Regions from separate parts of the Mus musculus genome. Here all the other regions are linked to region 1. A link is a contact called in public ChIA-PET, Hi-C and HiChIP or PLAC-seq data. All regions are on one chromosome and are shown on one strand. The core of a region is the stretch at or near the end of the contact, and the rest is flanking DNA. Distances in the headings are between cores, read along the strand shown. Region 1 overlaps Atg10 (autophagy related 10). Region 2 overlaps Ssbp2 (single-stranded DNA binding protein 2). Region 3 overlaps Ssbp2 (single-stranded DNA binding protein 2). Region 4 holds the start of A830009L08Rik (RIKEN cDNA A830009L08 gene).

The links. Hi-C and Micro-C count contacts between places; a contact is called where the count stands out from the background. ChIA-PET counts read pairs in DNA pulled down with a chosen protein or histone mark. HiChIP or PLAC-seq counts read pairs in DNA pulled down with a chosen protein or histone mark.
Region 2: an RNA polymerase II ChIA-PET map of memory CD8 T cells shows a contact between it and region 1, with 5 read pairs. The contact joins two enhancer-like sites. A contact is called at or near these places in 3 of 115 datasets of contacts at active chromatin or transcription factors (double positive thymocytes, large pre-B cells and memory CD8 T cells).
Region 3: a contact with region 1 is called in an H3K27ac HiChIP or PLAC-seq map of regulatory T cell precursor, with 10 times the contacts expected there. The contact joins two enhancer-like sites. A contact is called at or near these places in 2 of 484 Hi-C or Micro-C datasets (cerebral cortex and uterus) and 6 of 115 datasets of contacts at active chromatin or transcription factors (double positive thymocytes, effector CD8 T cells, large pre-B cells and 3 more).
Region 4: a Hi-C map of cortical neurons shows a contact between it and region 1, with 2.8 times the contacts expected there. The contact joins the promoter of A830009L08Rik here to the enhancer-like site in region 1. A contact is called at or near these places in 2 of 15 datasets of contacts at CTCF or cohesin (large pre-B cells and pro-B cells), 12 of 484 Hi-C or Micro-C datasets (DN3 thymocytes, LSK cells, cerebral cortex and 8 more), 15 of 115 datasets of contacts at active chromatin or transcription factors (the NIH/3T3 cell line, astrocytes, cardiomyocytes and 10 more) and 1 of 9 other capture datasets (embryonic stem cells).

The regions. Positions count from the first base shown.
Region 1 is chr13:91,093,060-91,095,709 of GRCm38.p6, forward strand. All of the region lies in intron 3 of Atg10 (autophagy related 10), which reads right to left. Among named protein-coding and RNA genes, the nearest start is that of Atg10, 130 kb to the right of the region's middle. Within about 2 kb of position 1,347, at least 129 of the 459 cell types and tissues checked have an H3K27ac peak or open chromatin away from gene starts, as enhancers often do. A contact at or near this core is called in DN3 thymocytes, cerebral cortex, cortical neurons and 12 more, where this site is marked.
Region 2 is chr13:91,508,331-91,510,980 of GRCm38.p6, forward strand. The region is part of intron 1 of Ssbp2 (single-stranded DNA binding protein 2); the gene reads left to right. Among named protein-coding and RNA genes, the nearest start is that of Gm41016, 24 kb to the right of the region's middle. Within about 2 kb of position 1,326, at least 83 of the 459 cell types and tissues checked have an H3K27ac peak or open chromatin away from gene starts, as enhancers often do. A contact at or near this core is called in double positive thymocytes and memory CD8 T cells, where this site is marked.
Region 3 is chr13:91,483,139-91,485,788 of GRCm38.p6, forward strand. All of the region lies in intron 1 of Ssbp2 (single-stranded DNA binding protein 2), which reads left to right. Among named protein-coding and RNA genes, the nearest start is that of Ssbp2, 23 kb to the left of the region's middle. Within about 2 kb of position 1,308, at least 64 of the 459 cell types and tissues checked have an H3K27ac peak or open chromatin away from gene starts, as enhancers often do. A contact at or near this core is called in double positive thymocytes, effector CD8 T cells, memory CD8 T cells and 2 more, where this site is marked.
Region 4 is chr13:91,386,727-91,389,376 of GRCm38.p6, forward strand. It overlaps A830009L08Rik (RIKEN cDNA A830009L08 gene), which reads right to left and starts at 1,359. Exons shown (of 3, transcript NR_045161.1): 1 at 1,153-1,359.

The sequences.
Region 1 (2,650 bases), core at 97-2,596:
GCGTACAGAGGTTGTGCAGTGCCCACCTTTTCCTCTGCATTATATTTATTATCAGTCTTAAAGTTCCATATTTAATGAAGGTTTACAGAAGCGAACTGCATAAATAAGGTCCCTTTACGTCTCCCTTTTAAAAAGCAACATATTTACACTTGAATCGACACAGTGAAAATATATAATCAATGGATGATTGGTTGTAGACATCGTTTTTAATGACGGGGAAGGAGGAAAATGTGATGCTTTATTAAGCTCTAATACTGTTGGGTGCTCCCTCTGCTGGCTTGCAGCAGCAATTCAAGAACAGGGAACTCAAACAGCACAAAGAAAGACACCCAGGTTGAGCTTCCTTGTACCCTGCACTTTCTGGGAACAGCCAGGCTAGGAACTCACCGTGAACTCATGCGGAAATTACCCACTTATAGGAAAAGGATTGTCTTTAAAAACTGTTTATAAAGAAAGAAAACTGACCTCACTGTTCTAATGATAATTTTTGTTTATGTTTTTGCTTTTTAACTAAACCACCAACTTTATGTAAAAACTCTTCTTATTTTAGAGTGAATTTTTTGAGCTATAGAACAGAATAAGGTCCTTTTGCTTTCTAATTCATGTTTATGTTTTAAAAGTCTGATCAGGAACATAAGGGGTTAAACTCTTCTTGTGTTTCTAAACAGAGTTATTCTGAGTACCCTGAAGGCATTTAATTCCAAAACAGGAAGCCACAGAGAGGAACACTTGGTTACACTAATGTTATGCAGATCTTTTGGAACATATTTTCCTAAACACTTGCTGAAAGAGCCTTTTCTATACAGCATGCCATCACACGAAGTTGGAGAAGGGTCCCCCACTTAGCACAGCACTAACTCTCAGACTGTTCTTTGTTACTTCCTTATGTCCTCCATTTCAGTTGTTTAAAATGGTTCTCTGCTTGATCACAGAAAAAAAAATTAAATAAAACAAGCTAGGGGCCAGGGAGTGATTGTTCACACCTGCAGCTATTCTGTACACACACACACACACACACACACACACACAAACTATGATGTTAGTTATGATGACTTTTTAAAAGATAACATAATAAGATTAACCTAAGATCAGTACAGACACCACTGTTAAAGATCAATGTCCTATTTTAAAACAAACAGCTGTTTGATAAGTTTTTACCTCTATTCTAAAACCTCCCTTGCCTAGCAGGCTAAAGGAGATCTCACCCTTGTAGCTGAAACAACAAAACACCACAGGCCAGTGGGTTTCTGTAGCTAAGAAGTGGGCAGGAGGGAACATCCTCTGTTACTGACACGGTGCTGCTGCGGCTGTCTCCAACACTGTGTGAGTGAGTATACAGCTGCCTACAATTCCCCGGCCAACCGGGTGAGGTACACTTTAAGTCCCTGAGGTGTGCCGTGGAAAAAGACCCCACACTGTGGTGAACAAGCGTCACAGCCACCTGACTGCATACACCATTTCAAGGCCATTTTAAAGAACAGCTCCCTTTCTCAGCCTCCTGGCTTATGTTCGGTTGTGTTTTAGAGAAAGCCAATGATCACTGAGCCATTATCCTTCTGTGCTGGAAATTAAGGCTTTGTGCACACTATCCATGAAGATGAAGTGCAGCAATATTAAAAGCACCAGGCTAGTCAGAAAAAGCCAGATAGGAAAAACAACGTGTACATTTGGCTCCGTTTCCGTAACTGTTTACCCCACTCTTTGCTTGTGTGGCGAGGGGATGTGCAAGAGTACAGCAGCCCTTTTAACCCTTCTGCGTATGGGGAAAACTGGTTTTCTTTAAGCGCTTTTGAGTGAACAAGAACAAGGGTATAGGGTATAATGGGTGCTGCTGTCATTCCTATACTAAAATTCTTGACATTTACCTCTGTAGATGCCCAGAGCAGAGAGACTGGCTAATGAGTGGGTGCTTCTCCCTCAGGTGAGGTGCCATGGGACCACAGCAGCCAGGCACAGAGTAGATGGCAGACGCAGGTCAGAGTAGAGTACAGAAGGTTATTAATTTCCAGACTCGCTGTCATCCAGCCTTGAAACTGCTGAGCTTGTATCTTTTGAGCAAGACTGTCCAATCCTGAGATTTAAATGTGGACTTTCAGCTCACAAATATGTCCTCTAGTGTTCAGAGGGCATCCTCACCGAAATCTACAGTTACATACATGACTATAGAAAAAACGTACAGCTCAGAAGATCTAACAGCGATTCTTTGCTATACAATGAGTCATTTCACTTTAAGTTATTCGGTGCTTTATTAATGAGGCAACAAGGTTCTGGAGCTACAAGTTAGCAGGCTTAGACAATATCCAAAAAGACATCTTGAAGTGTGCAAGAAAATTATTCAAAACATGATTTATTTTAATTTACCATCATATAAACGATGAATGAGCATAAAAACTTAAGATGTGGTTTGTTATAAAATGGAAATATAGTATTAAAAAACAGCTACACCTTGCTCATTCCTTATGGTAATTCAGTTGTCCAAGTAGTCAGTAATTATTATAGAGCAAACTACCAGTGAAATTCTGTGGAAAATCCATTGAGGCTCCACCTCTGATGATGTCATCACATGCAAATGCATGGTGGTGTCAAACACTGACTTTATTGGGTATTTGTTATAGCAGCTAGTTCTTTCCAGACTGATGCAACATAAATC
Region 2 (2,650 bases), core at 76-2,575, 420 kb after region 1:
GCAAATTTTTAGAGTTTTAGCAAAATTTTATTTTACTTATTTATTTTTTATGAGAGGATTGAAGAATGGCTACTCAAAGACACTTGATTTTTGCAGTAATGATCACTTGATCTTCCATTATACTCAGCAGTTGTTTATTTGGACGTTAGCATTGGTTTTTCTGTTTTGATCTCAGTTCTTCTCAAGGTAATACTTTATACAGTCATGGTAAGGTCTTTGTACTTGAGGCCAGGCGCTATATTAGTTTAGCTGGCTAAACCAATGGACATTGGTGTCCATAGCTGAAATGTTGGGTAAAATTAATATCAATTGCGGTTTTCTACCCGGCCCTTGATCATTCAGTACCCAGATAAAAGACACAAAACCTTTACATTATAATATCCCTTAACAGCGTTAGATATCCGCCCTCTAAGCTATTGGTATCTACTTCCCTATCAAATCCCACGTTATAACTTGCTATGTTCCTCCTAGGCACTTTTACTTCAATTGGCCAGCCCTCATGGCCATGTTTTCATCCCCGATCCCATGGTGTCTTCCTCTCTATTCACTCTCCTCCTCTTCCTGTTCTGTTCCTCCTCTTCTTCCTCCTCCTGCTTCCTCCTCTTCCTCCTCTTCTTCCTTTTCCTCCTCCTCCTTCTCCTTCTCCACCTGGCAACTCAAAACCTGCCTATCTTTAATCCCTCCAGTAATTGGCTGTAGCCATTTTTATTTAAGCAGTAGTTTTAATTTAAGGAACAAGGTTTGCACAACAAAAAAGCTGGTAAACAAGATAATTCACTTGTAGGCCTAGACCCTCTGTGTAGAATTTAGCATTAACATACATAGCAACAGAGCAAACCTCAACACCAAACTTAGTGTGGGCTGTTCCTGTGCCCAGTGGTAGTCTTTTCTCTGGCATGCAGTACTTCTTTGTTTCACTTTCAAACTTTCCTGGCAGAGTAAGGTTATAAAGGTTGTTGGACTCTGTTTTGAAGAATTAGCCCCCTTTTCTCACAAAAATAAAATCCAGCTGTGGATCTTAGCAGCTGCATGCACCGTTTGAGTGGATGCCTCTTGCTCTCTTTGCTGGCTTGTTTTGGTCAATCTGGCACAAACTAGAATTGCCATGGAAGAAGGAACCTCACCTGAGGAATTGTCTCCCTCTGCTTGGTTTGCTGCTATCTCTGGGGGGCATTTTCTTGATTAATGATTGATAAGGAAGGGCCCAGCCCTGGGAGGTGGTCATGGGTGTGGAAGACAGGAAGCTGAGCAGGTGTGGAGAGCACCTTTAGCAGCACTCTTCTATGGTTCCACCCTCTGCTCCCGATGAGTGCCTGCCCTGATGCCTTCAGTGGAGGCCTGCAATCTATCCTCCAGTTGGCTGGCGACTGTTTTATCAGAGCAACAGAAAGAACTGAAGTTCCTGTTCACTGTTGCCATAGTGCTCTTCCTGTTGATGAAAGCATTGTTAAACAGGGCAGTTTTGGCCTTCTTGTACTTTTTATAGATGGGTTGGACCATTGTTTTTAAAACTGGTGTAAATCAAGAAATTTAGAAATAGGTGAAATGCCCACATTTAGAACTATTCATTGGGTGCTTATTGAATATTGCAGACTGCATTTGTTGCTTTGTGCAATATGGAAGATGAAGCTTACCTTGCCACAATCTTACCTTTTTAACTATAATGTGATTTCTGTTGGTGTGTTATTAATACATTAAGATTATTTTCTTCATTCATTCATACTCTACTAGTGATTACCTGATTAATTTTAATGACTACTTATATTTTCTAGTATCTTTAGTATTTGAGAAAAAAGTATATTAAAAATGAAATGCTACAAAAATTAGTTTGAATAATAAAACAATGTAAAGACTAATTTTGTAAAAACTGTTTTTGAAATTTTTATTGATAATTAATTTTGAAAAAAAATTTATTTATTTGTTTTACGTACACGGTAGCTGTCTTCAGACACACCAGAAGAGAGCACCAGATCCCATTACAGATGGTTGTGAGCCACCATGTGGTTGCTGAGATTTGAACTCAGGACCTCTAGAAGAGCAGCTAGTTCACTTAACCGCTGAGTCATCTCTCTAGCCCACAAATTAAAATTTTATACAATATATCCTAATCATAGGTTCCCTTCCTCCAATTCTCCCCAAATCTTCCCCACCTTCCCATCCATCCATATCCATACCCTTTCTTTCTTTCTCTTTAGAAAACCAACATGTAAACAAAGCAAACAAAACTAGGAAAAAAAAACAAAGAAAAAAACACAAGAAACACATAAGTGCACATGCATGCACACATGCATACACACACACAACCTCTGAAGTCATAAGATTGGAAACTGTACAAGCAAAAGACCATTAAGACAAAAAACCAAACCAAATCAAACCAAACCAAAGTGATATGAGGCAAAAATCTATAAAACACCTATGAGTGTTTTTTGTGTTGAGCATCTACTGCTGAGCGTGAGTGTGGTTACACAGTGAGATCTGGGACGCTGTCTGACTCGAACCTGTGCTGAGGCAATGCATGCTTCCACATATTGTGGGAGTTCATATGTGTGTTAATCCTGTTATCAGGAAGACACAATTTTCTTGGGGTGATCCATCACCTCTGGTACAATCTTTCTGTCCCCTCTTCTGGAAATCTCCCTGATTCATGAGG
Region 3 (2,650 bases), core at 58-2,557, 390 kb after region 1:
TTTTCACGTCACTTTTTTTGCCTTCTAAATTAATGCTTATGTTGTCTGGAAAATTCACTTCTGATGAACACTTTGCTTTCCCAATGATGCTGGTTAAACGAGGTGTTAGTATAATAAGGTGCTAATTGAATGGTGCACAGAGTAAGTGAAAAAGAAATTAAAGAAGGAAAAGTCTGTGTGCTGAAGTCATCAGGGAAACTGCTTGCAGTCGCTGTGGGACTTGGTTCATTCATTCATGCCATGGAAGGTTCTGAATACTGACCTGGTAGGAAATGTAGGGTGCAAATAAAAATAGAAAAAGACAGGTAGAGGATAATTCTTTTTGGAGAAACTAATGGTATTTAAAAATATTGTGTTCATCTGAAAGAAGCAAAGACGCCTAGCATGAGCACAAGAGAGCTTCTATATTGAAGAACAGTAGGGCATTCTTTGGAAGCTCATGAAGGTGATGGGCAGTATTTAAGCTATGTAGCATTTAACTGCTTCTGTGGTTGCCAAGAGTAGTGGCACTGTGGGACTAAATACTATTTTACGAAGCTTGAATTCCAGCAGGGGTGTTCAGCTTTAAATTACAACAGTGGATTATTGCTACGGTCAAAGGGGCAGGTCTAGTTCTGGGCTTGATTCCTCTTTCATCCATGTGTGGACTGGTAGTCCACATGCTGGACTGGTAGTCCACATGCTGGATTGGTAGCCCACATGCTGGATTGAGAGCATTTCTGAGTTTGGACTATTCCACTCTCTGCAGTTTGACTTCTGGAGTGCTTTTTGGCCAGCCTGGGTCTTGTAATTTAGTGGGTGGAAGATGTGGCGTAGGACAAGCCCTTCTTCTAAGTAAGATCTAGTTGTGACCATGAGCATTTGCTCAGGGTTTCTATTGAGCTCCTAGCATGCTGTTAGCTTTAGTAGTATAAGGTCTTGCCTTATTTAACTTGTTTAAAATGTTCTCACCTTGTTTCCATTCTCATTTGCTGCTTCTATTGATTGACATTCATAGAGGTGTTTGATGAGAGATGCCTGTGTATTTAAAAAATGTATGGTGTGGCACACATGTGTCTTTAGTCCTAGCTTTTGGGAGGCAGAGAGGCAGGTGGGTCTCTGTTATGTTTGAGGCCAGCCTGCTCTGTATAGAAAGTTCCAGGGCAGCCAGGGCTGCATATTGAGACCTCATCTCAAAATCAAACAAAATGAAACAAAAACAAAACAAAAAATAAAAAAGTTATGGTGGTGTACATGTTTATATAAATGGTGTCTTGCTAAAGATCTTGTGGTTTTTTTTTTCCTCACAACACCTTAAAATAGCTGATAAGGAAAGTGAAAGCCTTTACACACGTAGAGACTACTCTGAAGGACTTTCATGATTGGTTCTGTAAGCTCCTTGTTTGCAGCTCAGCCAGTTTTCTTCTATATCTTACTAACTGCTCCTGTCCTTGGCAGCCTCTCCTTCACAGACCTACATCTACAAACTTGAAAATTTTGAAGCAGATCTGAGAATTTTTAATGCCCAGTGTGTACATAGTTCATAATTTGTACTTGTTGACTTCTCATCTGGTTCTTTGGAGTGGCCATCTTAGTTGCCTGAAACGTCTATCAATTTGTATATACATTTGAGATAATTTGGGGATGAGACTCATTTGTAAGTATGAAGTTTAATTATTTTTCATATTAAGCATATAACCTAAAAGGTGATTTAAGCAGTAGTTTTAGTGTAGCAGCATTTTGACATTAAGTCATCATATGAAACACATGTGGTATTTTCTGTTAATGGAAATATGTTAGTATATCCCACAGTTTGGGGCACTTCAGATGAATTGTTCTCTCATTTTATTTTATTTTATTTTATTTTATTTTATTTTATTTTATTTTATTTTTATGATGGGTGGTTTGTCTGTCTGTATGTCTGTATACCACATGTCTGTAGTATCAGAGGAGGTCAGAAGAGGGTGTTGGATCAGCTGCGACTGGAGTTATATACAGGGGGTTGTTGGCCATATGGTTGATAGAAATCACACCTTTACCTGCGGAGTCATCTCTCGTCTGCACATTTCATTTTTGGGCTAGGAATACTCAACCTGTATTACTCTGTTTTATAACAGACAGCATCTCTCTTCTTCTTTTCATTGATTCTTGGCATTTAAGAAAATATTTTCATCACATTGTTTGTTTGTTTGATTGATTGATTCATTTATTTATTTTTGTGTGCGTGCACGTATGTGTGTGTGTGATTTCACATGTAACAGCATGTGTGTGAAGGTTAGAGGACCACTCATGGGAGGCAGCTCTCTTCCTTCACCATGTGGGTCCAAGGATTTGGACTCCTCTTTTGTGAGGCTTGGTGTCAGGTGCCTGTGATGGTTAAGTGGGCTGCCTGTTTGGTATTGACCTCTCTTTTTTCAGTCTGGTATTTGCAAGTTGTCTATCATTACTTCAGCTCTCATCTCTGATGACCAGTGAATTTGGGTCTCTTCACATCCTCGTTGTATCTGTTACTGCCTTCCTTGCTGGGTTTCTGTCTAGAAGAGTCCCCTATTCAAACAGCTCACCATGCTCAGACCTCTGCTTCATGTCCTAGCCCAGGAAGAACTGAGCATCCTCTGAAGTGTACTCCAGCTCTTTCTGTGTCCCACGTTATCAGTCATAGCATTTAACA
Region 4 (2,650 bases), core at 109-2,608, 290 kb after region 1:
TCAGTGAGATGAGGGGAGGGCCTTAAAGCTGTGTGGTTTGCCAGGCAGGTGGAAGGCAGTGTTCCCCCTCTTCCTTCCAGCATCACTGTACATCTCCCCCCCCCCAACACCCTGCCCTGACCATTGTTTCACGGACAAATTGAATGAGTACTCTTCTTTCTACTTTTCTGAGAAGGTAAAAGCACCATCATAGAAGCTGACATGGCAGGGCAGAGGCTGGTCCTACAGGGCAATGGGCTTCCCAGGCATAAAAGTACTATTTTATAGGAAAGATTTCAATTTTTTCAAGCCTACAAGGGCAGGTGGATGGAAAACTTTTAATTAACCTATTCAATTATAAAACAGTCATTGTAAGACTTTATATAAGCCATATAATATTAAGTTAATAATTTGAATAGTTTTATATCAATATTATTCCTGGGTTTTGTTTGTTTTTCCATTTTGTTCTTGTCATTTCGCTCTATTTGCTTTTTGCACGTCCATTTGTTTTAGATGACTCCTCAGTTCAAGTTTAGAATGAGATCCTAAAAACTAAAGATCTTTCAGTCCAACACTCGGCATATTTAAAGACCTTGATTCATTAGCAAATGAAGCTAACAAAGGCAACACGATAGCAACAGCTAAATCTGTAACAATAAGGCGCATCATTTCAGTAGCATTAGACTTAGTGCTAGATATAGAAAGCTGATCATCCTGACCCGGACATAGCAGCATGGCTTCATATAATCTGAGGTGCTGAGGCAGGAAGCTTCTGAGTTTGAGGCCAGCCTGGGCTCTATAACCTACCTGTCAAAAAACAAACGATGGGGAAAGTAGAGGAAGGGAAAGAAGGATAGAAAATTGGGAGAGGGGAGAAATGGAAGAAAGACAAAGGAGGAGAGAGAGGGATACAGAGAGAGGGAGGGAGGGGAGTAGGACGGGAGGGGGGGGGGAGCTGCATTCCACATGTGTCAGAAGTGAGAATCATGCAGATGCTGGAGGTCCTCTAGGTCTGCTTTTTCCTGGCTGAGTTCATTCATCAGTGCTAACATAGGGACTCCAGGATCCTAAGTCTTACAAGCTTGAACAAAAGTAGCCTTAAAAATTAAAAAAAACAAAAGTTCTAGAGAAATATGGCCATGGGGGGGTGAGGTTATAATAACTGTTACTTACATAAATAGATCATTTTATTGGGCTGGTTAATGATTCCCATGTGTCCTTCAGAAACGCTCTGTCATCTTCAGTGACGGCCACTTCAGCAATTAGAGAAGAGAAAGTGACGAACTCAAGGTTTCCTCATCAGTGAGCTCAGCCAATAAGCCAACAGAGGGCTCAGTGGCCATTACTGACCCTCCCCGGAAAGCTTCCAGCTCGAAGACTGAAGAAGCATGGCGCAGACACACAGCAGTATAATTCAAGCGACTAAAATAAACTCAGCGAGCTTGCCTCATCTCTAAACACTGCATACATTTAGGTGCTATTTTGACAAGAGAGCATGGTGGCTTTTTAAGAATTTAATTTTTCAAACTCGGGTACAATTCTTTTCTTCTAACAGCATCACCCTGTGTCTGTGTTGGCTCCTCGTGAGATCATTATTAAGAGAATTGAATTATTGTTCTGTTCAAATGACCTGTGCATTCAACAATGTGTGCTGGGCTCCAGAAAGAAGTGTTTTATGTATTATTGGGAGATGGCCATCTGTGGCACAAACCAGGCCTCCCAACATGCAGAAATGCTACAAGATAGTTTCTGTTCGGTTTTATCTATGATCTGAATTCCATTTATAAGCTTTTTTCAGCCACTTGTCAACACTGTTCACTATAGCAACACTGAAAATGGCCAGGAATGAACAGATTTATCAAAGCTCTGTGAGGTTGGACTGTATGTTTCAATTATTGTATATTGGATTTTTATCATACATTTAAAATTTTTGTCCACAAAAATAGCAACAATGTCATAAAAATGGAAGTAGTTTTCTTTGATCAACTTCCAATTATTATAAGACACAAAATGAACATGCTAGATTTCGTGACTTTTATTAGATAATGGGTCTCACATTATATATGTATATTTTAAATATAACATTATCTGTCGATGCCAAGAAATGTGGATTAATTTTTTTTCAACTCTGAAAAACATTTTTCTTCCCTTTCCTGCATATGTAATGGAACAGCATGGCAGTGTGTAAAATTAAATTTTAAAATTGTAGAATATATTTAAACCATAGCCTCCCAACCTTTCTCTATCTTTTTAAAAGTAAACTTTTGATAATACTAGGGGCATGTTGGACCAAATACATGTTTTTATATAAAGCAATTATACCCAGTTATCTCTATCAGAGAATTAAAAGTCTTTTAGGAATCTTTTGCTTGGTGGTTTTATTGTTTTACTGATGCCTTGGTTAACATTAAGTATCTCTTCTGTAATGAAGTATTAAATTTTCAAGTGGAATATAGTGTTTACAAGCAAGATTTCTTCCAACCTTCCTTCTCTCTCCCTCTCCCTCCCCCTCCTCTCTCTCTGTCCTTTCTTTGTACAAAATCACGTCTATGCTGAACATATCACTTTAGAACTGAAATTAATGTAGATTTTTATTTCATTTGTGGGAAGGATACTTGTTAGAAAAGGCTGACTTACATCAACAGACAGACGGAAAGGTTAATGACCTTCA